Linked DNA regions of Macaca mulatta: region 1 is linked to region 2. Evidence: chromatin contacts called from public Hi-C data. All regions are on one chromosome and are shown on one strand. Each heading gives the region's core, a stretch centred on a gene start, on an enhancer-like site or on the middle of the called end of the contact. The rest is flanking DNA. Distances are from core to core; before and after follow the strand shown. Region 1 overlaps LOC106998392 (a long non-coding RNA gene). Region 2 holds the start of PDGFRA (platelet derived growth factor receptor alpha).

Region 1 (7,065 bases), core at 4,260-6,759, 540 kb before region 2:
TGTCAGACGGGGCATTTACCTCTGCTGAGGTTTCTGCTGCTTTTTGTTTAGCTACGCCCTGTCCCCAGAGGAGGAGTCTACAGAGGCAGGCCGGCCTCCTGGAGCTGTGGTGGGCTCCACCCAATTGGAGCTTCCTGGTGGCTTTGTTTACCTACTTAAGCCTCAGCAATGGCGGACATCCCTCCCCCAGCCTCGCTACCACCCTGCAGTTAGATCTCAGACTGCTGTGCTAGCAATGAGGGAGGCTCCCTGGGCGTGGGACCCTCTGGGCCAGGTGTGGGATATAATCTCCTGGTGTGCCATTTGCTAAGACCCTTGGTAAAGCGCAGTATTAGGGTGAGAGTGGCCCAATTTTCCAGGTGTTGTGTGTCTCAATTTCCTTTGGCTAGGAAAAGGAATTCCCTTCCCCCTTGCACTTTCTAGGTGAGGTGATGCCTCTCCCTGCTTCAGCTCTCGCTGGTTGGGCTGTACCCATGGACCAGCACCAACTGTCCAAAATGCCCCCGTGAGATGAACCCGGTACCTCAGTTGAAAATGCAGAAATCACCCGTCTTCTGTGTCGCTCACGCTGGGAGCTGGAGGCGGGAGCTGTTCCTATTCGGCCATCTTGGGTGTGCCCTCCTACAATGAATTCTTATCAAATGTTTGGTGGTAGGCATTGTCATGCCTATTTTATGAATGGTGAAACTGAGGCTCAGAAAAGTAACTTGTTTTTGGTCACAAACCCAGGTGAGGAGAATATGGTACTTGAACCCAGGTCTCTCTGATGTTAACACAAAAACTCTTCTTCTACATCTCACTGGCTTCTCTGCTTCTGGCCATTTTAATATCCCTCTTGCACAAAAAAAAAAAAAAAAAAAAAAAAAAAGCTAATTGGAGCACCAGGCAAGCAGGGTCTCTGGATAGAAATCAGACTCATAGAAACCAGAATGAAACCTTTGGCAATAGAAAGCCCAATTCACTGCCTGAGAAGTGTCATGTTTTTTGGAGGTGCAAGCAGTTGGCTTATGATCTCAGATCTCAAGTTCTAGCACTTTCACTTTAAAACCTATTATTTGAGTGAGTTAAGACTCTCTGCCTCCAAAGAGATTTTTTTTTTTTTTTTTTTTTGTAAAAACTCTCCCTTGTTAAACAGTTTAACTCAAACTGGCAGCATAATTGTTAAAAATAAACTTATTTTGTTACTTTCAGAAGCATAAGGCCAAATAACAATGGACATGGAAACCCACCACAGTCTTTTTAAAACTAAGTCAAACATCCTATATATAGAAAAACATCTTGTGTAAAACCTGTTAAGCCAATGTTGGCTGAATTCAAAATTACACCTAATTTGAAACAACTGCTTTTTCCTTAGCCAACTGGCTACCCTATTGTTCTTTAATAAAAATAACAGAAAGTCCAAATTTGAAGTCAAGTTCTCCCCAAAGAAAGATATGTTTCATATTAAAAGGCTCTACTGGTGACACTTGCGATATGAGCTGGGGTCTCCATTGTCTATCCTGGTAGAGTGGGAAGATTATCAGTGGTTAGGCAAGGTCCCTAAAAAGTTGAAATTTTTGCTACAAACATGAGGGAATAATAAAACTTGGTTGGAATAAACAAACTTTCAGGACAGTCTAGGCAGAGATCAGAATTGTCAAAATCCAAAGGCCTTTGCTGTGTTTTATTCATAACCTGCTCAGAGGAAAGCTGAAAACGGATCCTATATACCAGGAGCCCTTTTTTTTTTTTTTTTTTAAACAGAGTTTCTCTCTATCACCCAGGCTGCAGTGCAGTGGTGTGATTTTGGCTAACTGCAACCTCCAACTCCCAGGCTCAAGCAATTCTCATACCTCAGCTTCCCGAACTGGGACTACAGGTGTGTGTGCCACAACGTCCAGCTAATTTTTGTATTTTTAGTAGAGACAGGGTTTTGCCATGTTGACCAGGCTGGTCTCAAACTCCTGGCCTCAAGTGATCTGCTTGTCTTGGACTCCCAAAATGCTGGGATTACAGGTGCGAACCACCATGCCTGGCTTTATTCTTTCTCACTGAGGCAAAGTGTTCCATTTTATGAATAGACCAAAGTTTACTTGTACATTTCTCTGTTGGTGGACATTTGGATTGCTTCCAGTTTTGAGACATTAAGTGAAGTAGTAGTTACCAGCTAGTGGCTGGGTCTATTAGTCTGTTTTCATGCTGCTGGTAAAGACACACTCGAGACAGGGAAGAAAAAGAGGTTTAATTGGACTTAACAGTTCCACATGGCTGGGGAGCCCTCAAAATCATGACAGGAGGCAAAAGGCACTTCTTACATGGTGGTGGTAAGAGAAAAATGAGGAAGAAGTAAAAGCAGAAACCCTAATAAATCCATCAGATCTTGTGAGACTTATTCATTACCATGAGAATAGCATGGGAAAAATCGGCCCCCATGATTCAATTTCCTCCCCTTGGGTCCCTCCCATACCACGTGGGAATTCTGGGAGATAAAATTCCAGTTGGGATTTGGATGGGGACACAGCCAAACTTATCATTCCGCCCCTGGCCCCTCCAAATTTCATGTCCTCACATTTCAAAACCAATCATGCTTCCCAATAGTCCCCCAAAGTGTTAACTCATTTCAGCATTAACCCAAAAGTCCATAATCCAAAGTCTTATCTGAGACAAGGCAAGTTCCTCCGCCTATAAACCTGCAAAATCAAAAGCAAGTTAGTTACTTCCTAGATACAATGGAAAAACAGGTATTGGGTAAATTCAGCCATTCCAAATGGGAGAAATTGGCCAAAACAAAGGGGTTACAGGGCCCATGCAAGTCCGAAATTCAGTGGGGCTGTCAAATTGTAAAGCTCCAAAATGATCTCCTTTGACTCTAAGTCTCACATCCAGGTCATGCTAATTCAAGAGTTGGGTTTCCATGGTCTTGGGCAGCTCCACTCCTGTGGCTTTGCAGGGTACAGCCTCTCTCCCACTGTTTTCATGGGCTGGCATTGCATGTCTGTGGCTTTTCCAGTTGCACAGTGCAAGCTGCCTGTGGATCTACCATTCCGGGGTCTGGAGGACGGTGACCCTCTTCTCACAGCTCCACTAGGTGGTGCCCCAGTAGGGACTCTGTGTGGGGGCTCCGACCCCCCATTTCCCTTCTGCACTTCCCTAGGAGAGGTTCTTCATGAGGCCCCTCTCCTGCAGCAAACTTTTGTCTGGGCATCCAGGCATTTCTATACATCTTCTGAAATCTAGGTGGAGATTCCCAAACCTCAATTCTTGACTTCTGTGGACTGCAGGCTCAGCACCATGTGGAAGCTGCCAAGGCTCGGGGTTTGCACACTCTGAAGCCACAGCCCAAGCTCTATGTTGGCCCCTTTCAGCCATGTCTGGAGCAGATGGGACACAGAGCACCAAGTTTCTAGGCTGCACACAGCACAGGGACCCTGGGACTGGCCCATGAGACCCCTTTTTCCTCCTGGGACTCTGGGCCTGTGATGGGAGGGGCTGCTGTGAAGGTGACATTTACCCCATGATCTTGGGGATTAATGTTAGACTCCTTGCTACTTATGCAAATTTCTGCAGCTGGCTTGAATTTCTCCTCAAAAAATGGGTTTTTCTTCTCTACTACATCATTAGGCTGCAAATGTTTTGAACTTACATGCTCTGTTTTCCTTTTAAAATGGAATGCTTTTAATAACACCCAAGTCACCTTTTGAATGCTTTACTGCTTAGAAATTTCTTCTCCCAGGCACCCTAAATCATCTCTCTCAAGCTCAAAGTTCCACAGATCTCTAGGGCAGGGGCTAAATGCCACCAATCTTTTTGCTAAAACTAACAAAAGTCACCTTTGCTCCAGTTCCCAACAAGTTCCCCATCTCCATCTAAGACCACCTCAGCCTGGACCTTATTGTTCTTATCACTATTAGCATTTTTGTCAAAGCCATTCAGCAAGTCTCTAGGAAATTCCAAACTTTCCCACATTTTCCTGTCTTCTTCTGAGGCCTCCAAACTGTTCCAAACTCTGCCTGTCACCCAGTTCCAAAGTCGCTTCCACATTTTCAGCTATCTTTTCAGCAATGCCCCACTGTACAGGAACCAATTTACTGTATTAGTCTGTTTTCACACTGCTGATAAAGACATACTTGAGACTGGGAAGAAAAAGAGGTTTAATTGGACTTACAGTTCCACATGGCTGGGGAGGCCTCAGAACCATGGCGGGAGGCAAAAGGCACTTCTTACATGGCAGTGGCAAGAGAAAAATGAGGAAGAAGCAAAAGCGGAAACCTCTGATAAACCCATCAGATCTCATGTGACTTACTTACTATTATGAGAATAGCATGGGAAAGACCAGCCCCCATGATTCAATTACTTCCCCGTGGGTCCCTCCCATGACACATGGGAATTCTGGGAGATACAATTCAAGTGGACATTTGGGTGGGAACATAGCCAAACCACATCACTGGGGAAGGAAGGCACCGTGGTAGTGCTATGGACCAAATCCTGTCCCCTCCATATTCGTATGCTGAGGCCTGTAGCCCCAGTGTGAATATATTTGGAGATGAGACCTTTATGGAAGTAATTAAGGTTAAATGAGGTCACAAAGTGAGGGCCCTGATCTGACAGAATTTGTGTCCTTTCAGGAAAGACACCAGAGCGCTTGCTCTTTCCCTCCAGGTGCACAAAGTAGTGGCCATGTGAGCACCTACTGAGAAAGCAGCCATCTGCAAGCCAGGAAGAGGGCCCTCACCAGCGATTCTAGCCCCCTGATCTTGGACATCCAGTTTCCAAAACTGTGAGAAACTGATTTTTGTTATTGAAATCACCCAGTCTTTGGTATTTTGTTATGGCCACCCTGGCAGACTAACAAAAGTAGGGGTAAGCATGTTATTAACCAGAAAGAGACATAAAGGAGCTTTCCACATAAGGGCGATGGATACATTCTGCATCTTGATCAGGGTAGTAGTTACGTGGTTGGATACACAGGTGAACAAGTTTGTCAAACTGTCAGTTCCAGATTTGTGCATTCTTGTGCATATAAATTTTCCTAAACTTGAAAAAGGCCTTCTTATTCCCATCTTTCCCAATGGAATCTGTGTTTCAAAAACATAACATAGTCTTCATGCCTTCAAACAGGCCTGGTAGAAAGGAAATTAACATACATTATTTATCTCTTACATATGTATGTTTCTCCCTGTAATAAATAATGGGGACTGAGCAATTAGCACAAGATTAAGCAACTGCTAAACGCAGCTCTGGGTTCAGACCTGTACCAGGCAGAGCTGAGAGCCAGGCCCCTTTCCCTACCACACTGAAACTGACAGCGAAGCCGCTCAGCTAAGGGGATGTGCAGAAAGGATGCTCTGGGGTCTCCCGAGGCTGCGGGGTGGCCGGGGAGCCGTGGGGTCTGGAAGGCAACTCTCTGGGGCACAGTGCTCGAGCCACCTCTCTGAGGAACGGCTCTGCCTGCACTCCTTCTTGCACTTTGTTTACTCGCCCCTAGGAAAAGAGCATGGTAGGGAGCAAACAGTGAGGCGGCAAAAGTCTCTGAGAGGAGCCACGCAGACAGCTGGGCAGCCGTGCCAAGAACAACAGGAAGCTCGCGGCCCCACCCCTGCTCGCTGCAGCCCTGGCCTGGAGACCCGGGGTTATTTGCTCCGAAGGGCCTTCTGCAGATGTTACATAAACAAAACCTCCATTGACTCCAGTTCTGAGCCTGGCCTAAAATAGCCTGCGGACTTCCCCCTACCACTGTGCAGTTTCTCCGCCATCCCTCTTGGTCCCCTTGTGTGCTAGCTGCTTCCCTCCATTGACCACATGTGCAGACACCTCTCGCCAGTGTCCCTAAGAGGCCAGTTCCCTGGGGAACATAAAGCGGGGCTCGTTTGCTTTCCCTGGCGGGTCAGACACAAAGCATCCTTCTAAGACTTTTGATGGCTACTGGCCAAGGGACATGTCTCCCCTCCCCAGGGAGGCAGGAAGCCTCCCCTCCCCAGGGAGGCAGGAAGCTGGGCTGAGGTACAGTGGAGTTTGGTCAGCAGCCGGCACAAGAGGGATGGTGCTTTTTCTCTGTGTCTGTGTCTCTCTCTGTGTGTGCCTGCGTGTCTCTCTCTCTCTCTCTCTCTCTCTCTCTCTCTCTCTCTCTCTCTCTCTCTCTCTCTGTCTCTGTCTCTCTCTTTCTTAAGGGCAAACTCTCCAGGTAAGGGCACGAGTTCTTCGTCAGGGTCTCTATTTTCACTTGATGTAACGACTGAACACTCTAGTCTTGACTCTTCCTCCAAGCTCCTATAAAATTCCCTGACCCCATTTGCACTTCGGCTCCTTCATTCTGCAGAAAACCATTCCTTCGTGAACATCTGGAGAGTCACAGATCCGTGCCACAGCACGGGGTCACTCTGGGCCTTGCCACTCAACATGGGCCACTGGAAGCTATTATCATCTTTTCCCTTTGACCTCCCACACTTCCCCAGGATCTTAACTCACAAAAATAACAAAAACAACACTAGCAATAAAAACGTATTTATGTCAACTACTTACTATGTGCCTGATACAAGGCTAAGCATGTTATGTGTTTTATTTTATTTCATATTGAACAGTATTATGAGATTGGTACAATAATTATCTCCAGCTGACAGAAGGGCAAACTGTAGTTTGGAAAAATTATAGAGCTTGTCAAAGACGTGGCAGAGGTGGAACAGTCAGTCTAGTATTTGTGTCTCAACCTCTGCATTCCATGTCCGGTGAAAAAGATGGCAGGACACACATCTCCTCCTTTCCATGGTCTTTCTTCTATTCAAAGGCCATGCTTTTGTATCCGTGGTCAATGTCATTAAACATGTCATTGATCAATTAATTATCCAATCAGTATTTAATGACTATGTTTTCTGGGCAAGTTGCTATTTGAGACTATATCAGACCAAAAAACCAAAAACATATGATGTATACTATGTGAATATTTAGCTCCTATTGTATCAACAGTTGTACTTTGGTTGTGAGAGGACTTTGTGTTTCTCTGGGCTGGAGATCCTCAAACCAGATGGCCGGCCTGGAACTAGAAATTCTTTAATTTAATTTTTTTTTTTAATTTCAACTTTTATTTTAGAT
Region 2 (6,040 bases), core at 1,351-3,850:
GCTCCTCTCCGGGTACACGTGATGGCCTGGTACCCTCCTCCCACCTCCCGCACGGCGCCCAGTCAGAAGCACAGGAAGGGGAGAAAAGACCCGCAGCCCGCCTCAGGAGGGCAAGCTTTCTGGCCCCCTGCGGTTCCGGGGCCATCCCGGACCCAGGGCGTCGAGGGACCAATCTGGAAGGATCTTAGAACAAACACTGGGAGAACGCGGCAAGAACTCGCCCCGCCTTCACCCGACGCTCCGGACTGACTGCCGGGCGCAGACCCGACTTCTCCCGAACCAGCCTCGTACCAGCCTTAGAAGGCGGAAAACAGGATTCAAACCCGCCTATGAGCAGTGGTAGGGGCGGGGGCTGTAGGGGCAGGACTCGGTTTAAGGAACCAACCGCCTCGGTTCGAGGGTCTCCTGTCCGGAGGTTGCTCCTGACCACTGGGTTTATTTTGTTTTGCAGAGGAGGCAGATGTTGACCTCTCTTCTTTGCACAGTCTCTCCGCGAAATCTTCCCCCAACCATTTGCTTTCTTGCGCCACCCCCCACCGGGGCACTATCCCCGGAGTCAGCTCCTCAGGCCTTTAAACCTTCCAGAATGTCACACATGGAAACCTTTAACAAATGTTTGTTAATGGTCATAACAAAGGCATCATTCAAATTAGGCAGGTAATTACTACCAGAAGGACAACTGGGTGCTCGCTTGCTCATCCATTGCTTTCTGCTTTAAACTCCTGAGGAGTCGCTGCCTGGAGCCACTCCCGCCCGGGCTGCTTTTCGGGCCCCATTAAACTGCTCTGAAATGAACTGTGAAGTTACCATTTGTGGGCGGAGAGCGCTGGGGCCCTGCGGACGGAAGACCCTGGCTTGACCGGGCTAGCAGTGTCGCCGAAACAAAGCAGTCCTTCTGGGTAGGCTCTCTGTCTCGCGTCCTACCCTCTGGGGCAACTCGCCTAAAAACCCAGTTCTCAACTTAACAGCAAGAAGCCCAGCAGCCGCGTTTGCCTTTTATTCCGCACTCTGATTTTTGGGGGGAATCGTTTGTCCCGCTCATTTTCTACAAACATTACGGTATCCTGTTAGCATTCCGAACAAGGGGCTGTTCATATATTTGCCTTCAATGATTTCCTGAAGGAACATGTGGAAGTAATAGCGAGCTGTGCAGTCACCCGAGCTGAAGATGCACGAGAGCAGGTCGCGTAGAAGAGCTGGGGCAATGGGGCCCCCAGCGCAGCCCCAGGCGCCCTATTTCCGAGGCTGATACCCCAAGATCCTGTCCTAATTAGACACAGCACCGCGCCCGTTGGAGTACTTCTCTGTGACTCTCCTCTGTCCACTGCACTGTGTCCACTCCTGGTGAAGGAGGAGACGGCTGTTGGACGTGCCAGTCCCAACCTGGCCACCTTGGCCATTTTCAGAGTGCTTGTGTGGGGGTGGGGTTGAGGGAGAAGGATGAAGGATGACCCCCAACCCCAACAAGAGAATTCAAAAATCAGAGAGCGAGAAAGGTGAACGCGCTCCCATCCCCCGCTGTCGCTGGGAAGCCCCACTCTGCCCAGGTCTGGTTTCTGGAGCATCAGCGCCCCCTTTCCCTCGCCGGCAGGATCGTTTCCTCCCGACACTGGCCTCGCGCCTTGGGCGCAGGGTTTGGGGCTCAGCTGTCAACTCCGAAGCATTCGTAGGGTTCGACCCACTCGGCGGGAGGGAACGGAGGGAGAATCAAAAGGCACCCTCTCCCACGATGCGGAGGCGGCGGGACGATTCCCCAAACGCCCAAGCTTGAACTTTTTTGTATGCGAGTTAGAAGCCAGGGCAACCTCGCCCAGATAACCCCCAAAACAAAGGCACGACCAGATAAGTGACTTAAAGGGAGTAAAGGTCGTTCTATCGGAGAATGTTCCAAACCTACACAGACCCTCTTTTCTTTGTACCCTATTTCAGACTCCACCCAGTCTTGCACACACACACACACACACACCCACCCCACACACAAAACAAAAACTCATCGTTGTCATATTGGACTCAACAGTTTGCCTAATCCCGTTAAAGAACTAGCAACTATATAGCCCTTAGCCCTTCCCCTAAAAGACCCTTAGTTCAAAACCGCGCAACCGCTTGGAGATTTCTCCCGAGGGCCCTATTTCTAGTTGGGCCGAGTTTGTAGAAGGGACGTTTCTTGATTCTAGATTTATATTCTCTCTGGGTATTAAATGCAATTTTGTATGTTCCTTTTCTTGTTTTCAAAGAGAACACAAAACTATAGCAGTCTAAGAAAATAACCCCAAAATGGGGAGGCAAACTCATTCTGGAAATGATGGGCTGTTTGTAGTTTCACAAAACCGCTTTCCCGGCAGAGCACCAACACCTCCCCCTTCCACCCCCCCATCCCATCTGGTCGGCTTCTCCCCGCCCCCCCAGTTGTTGTCGAAGTCTGGGGGTTGGGACTGGACCCCCTGATTGCGTAAGAGCAAAAAGCGAAGGCGCAATCTGGAGACTGGGAGCTTCAGAGCGCAGGGGAGTTTGAGCGAAACTTTTATTTTGAAGAGACCAAGGTTCGGGGGGGGGCTTATTTCCTGACAGCTATTTACTTAGAGCAAATGATTAGTTTTAGAAGGATGGACTATAACATTGAATCAATTACAAAACGCGGTTTTTGAGCCCGTTACTGTTGGAGCTACAGGGAGAGAAACAGAGGAGGAGACTACAACAGATCATTGGAGGCCGTGGACACACTCTTTACTCCATGTGTGGGACATTCATTGCGGAATAACATAGGAGAAGGTAAGGAAGAAGAAAAAATGATTTTTTGTTTATAAGAGAAGTCCCTGATCAGACTCTGGGACTGGAGAAAGGGAAGTAACTTCAAACTTTGGGCGACAAGAAAAAAAAATGGAGCTGGATTCCAAATGTGTGTCCAGAGAGGAATTTTTTTTTTTTTTTCGGAATAAACTTCACTTGGGGATGGGTGGGAGATAACCATAGAATTAGAAAGTCTAGGGATTTTTTTTTAAACACACATTTTCCAGACCTATTTTTAAAAAACAATGTTTTTCTAACAACCCTATGGCCTCCCAAAGAAATTGTTTAGGCTTACATTTTTGAGGTTTCTTTTGGGAGTGGGGGTGGTGTTCATGAATACTGGGCCGAACACCAAGGAACTGGGGGTGGAGGCAGAGGTGTTTGCCCTCTTCTTGGCAGTGGGTCCTGGAAGGCGACAGGTTTTAAATGAGTGTTTTCATTCCTCGCCTGCGGTTTGGCGGGACAGCGCTGCAGCCCGTGGTGTGGAGCGCGGCTGGGGGACCAGGGGAGGTGGGGAGAGGGGAGCGCGGAGGGGGGCGCGGGAAGGGGTTGCTGGTCGCAGGAGGCGGGCAGGGCTCGGCTGGAGACCGGACCTCCGTGCTGGCCTGCAGCACATGGAGCCGGTCGAATGCGCGTAATTACTGGACGGCGCTGCTCTGGGTGAGAGTCCGGGCCAGATTTGGCGCAGCGGTGACGCGGCTGCGGGACAAGCAGAGGGGCGCGGGCGTGGGCAAGGGTTTGGGGCGCTCTGGAGGGGTTTGTCGGGTCAGTGAGGTGCTAGGGAGAGCGGGTGCCTGCTCGGCTGTACGCTCGGGTTGCACGCCCTAGCGCGGGGGCGACAGCGGCGGCGCGGGCGGGCGGTCTGGAATAATGACAAACACATTTGGCCCTGAGTGAAGAAGTCGATGTCGCCTCGCATTCCAGCAACTGGGATTTGAGGAATTTCGAACCGCACACCAAGGGGTCCTCATTGTGCGCCGTGGCCCCCGCCCCCGCCCGTCTCCCTGCGCCCCCTCCTCGGTGGAACCGTTTCTGCATTGCCCGGGGCTCTGCTGCCGCTCAGTTCTGGCCTCAGGCAGGAAGAGAGGAAAGGTCTCCAGGAAAGTGTCGAACTTCTTGTAAGTTAGGGACCACTTGGAACTGGGGAAATTTGTTTGCAGGTAAGAGAAAGGTGGGAGGTAAACCACATTCTCCCTCCGGGCAACTGAGCCCTGGGCACCCCCTACCCGGCGCCCCTCTCCGCGCGGGGGTGCACGGCACTTGCCGTCTGCGCTCGCCCAGCGCTGCTCGGTCCTCTCTAGTCGCCCTTTTTCTCCATTCTTCTCCCTGCCGGGTTCAGAGCCGTCTGTGCGTACTTCTCCTTCCTCTGCTGTCTACCCCCATGGAAACAAGGTTTATACACGATTAGCTCCGCCCGGCTGCGTCCGGGGAGCGGGCTGCGTCCGTTTGACTCTGAATATGTGGGATCAGCTGTTCTATTCCGAGAGGGTGACGGCCAGTTCGGAGCGACAAGGAGTGTGGCCCGACCCCAGTCCGGTTGCGGGAGGAAGCCAGGAGCCGGGGCCGGGCCAGGTGTGCGGGAACTGTCGGTGACCTGGCCTCGAGTCTTGGTCGGGAGGGACTTGCTGCCCAGGCCGGCTGTCCGTTGTGCATCCCTCCTGCAGCCAGAGGGCCGGTCCCGCACTTCGCTCCCCCAGTTCTGCTAAGACCTCAGGATGTGCGCAAAGAGTGCCTGGAAGAACTTGCCACTCACTCCATCTCCCTGGGTGGGAGGCAAGCATGGATGGGACCCCTATCAGGTCCCGACCGCCCCACGTCCGAAAAGCCCCGGGCTGGGCGGTGTGGGAAATGGCTTTTTGGCTCCGAGGCCGAATTGCTCAATGTTTTGGACCGACTCGCCTCGCCGCGGTCGCTCCTGACCAGAACTAGACAGATTTTTGGAGCAGGGAGAGGCATCCAGGGCAAACGAGGCACGACAATCCTCCGCAGTGCATCTCACCCAACAAACATCCCGCAGCCACAGAAGGGGAGGAAGGGGTCCCGGGCGTGCGCACCTCACCAGCCGCCGCGCTGTCCCACCCCCGACCCCTAATCTGGTCAATCTGGACCCCCGCACTGCCGAATTGCATCCCCTCCCTCTTCTCCCTCTCTCCTCGGCCTCCTCCTTTCCACAATCCTCACTATGAGGAGGCCCTGCCTCGCCTTCCCGACAGGCGCGAGGCCGAGCAGCCTCGCTTTGACGCACAGGTCAGGCCCTACTTCGGAGCTTGCACAGTTTTGGGTTGAGCCAAGTGCAGCTGGACCTCGTTCACAAGAGTGAGGAGGAACGAGAGTGGGGGGACGCCAAGAATGAACCCGTCGTTAGCCCCCGGTGCCCTGGCTCTTGTTTAAATCCGTAGATCGAGAGGGACTTGAAGGAGAGCCCAGGCTCCCAGCTCTCCGCCCCTGGGCCAGTTTCCTCTCGGGACGCGGACTGAGGAGGGATGCAGGGGGAGGGGCATTGGGCTGGGCTTTCCAGCTGCAAACACGTCTGGCGCCGAGGCGGGCCCATTTTGTGCCTCCTGGGGACAGACCGTGGGCGGCGCGCAGCGGCAGGACGCATTTTGGGGACGTGGTGGCCAGCGCCTTCCTGCAGACCCCGCAGGGAAGGACTCCCTCTGACCTCCGGGGAGCTGCGACCAGGTTATACGTTGCTGGTGGAAAAGTGGCAATTCTAGGAAAAGAGCTAAAAGCCTGATCAGTGACCGAAAGGTGTGGGTCTCAGGGTCCCCCTGGTCTAACTCGCCGGGTCCACCGCAGCATCAGCCTTGGGGCGGCAGATAATCTTTCGGTCTCGCCTGGGGCGCAAGATACAGGATCGGGGCAAATGGCATCTCCCAACTTCGCCCTAGTTCAGTTTCTGCCAGATGGTTGTCGTTTGCTGAAGTGGCTCGGCGGCATTTCCTTTTGTTTTAAACTGATCAGTGAGCGAACCCGGGATGGGCTGAAAAAGTAGATTGTAGGAGGGAATAATGGGAACCCCGACTTGGGGCGCCTCCTTCCCTGCCTCCTGCTGCAGTTTCTTGGCCCCCGCGAAAGGGTAGCTACAAGCGCGGGTGGGCGCGGACTTGTCAGGGGGCAGAGGCGGCTAAGGCGCGTGTCGGGCAAGCTGGCACCAGAGGGCACTTTTTTTTTTTTGGACAGAGTCTCACTCTGTCGCCCAGGCTGGAGTGCAGTGGTGCGATCTCGGCTCACTGCAACCTCCGCCTCCCGG

Evidence for each region. Hi-C and Micro-C count contacts between places; a contact is called where the count stands out from the background.
Region 1: a Hi-C map of fetal cortex germinal zone shows a contact between it and region 2, with 2.9 times the contacts expected there. The contact joins the enhancer-like site here to the promoter of PDGFRA in region 2. A contact is called at or near these places in 4 of 14 Hi-C or Micro-C datasets (cortical neurons, fetal cortex germinal zone, fibroblasts and 1 more).

Annotation. Positions count from the first base shown.
Region 1 is chr5:79,800,370-79,807,434 of T2T-MMU8v2.0, reverse strand. All of the region lies in intron 1 of LOC106998392 (a long non-coding RNA gene), which reads left to right. Among named protein-coding and RNA genes, the nearest start is that of LNX1, 53 kb to the left of the region's middle. Within about 2 kb of position 5,509, at least 12 of the 40 cell types and tissues checked have an H3K27ac peak or open chromatin away from gene starts, as enhancers often do.
Region 2 is chr5:79,263,043-79,269,082 of T2T-MMU8v2.0, reverse strand. PDGFRA (platelet derived growth factor receptor alpha) reads left to right here and starts at 2,600. Exons shown (of 23, transcript XM_015138691.3): 1 at 2,600-2,769.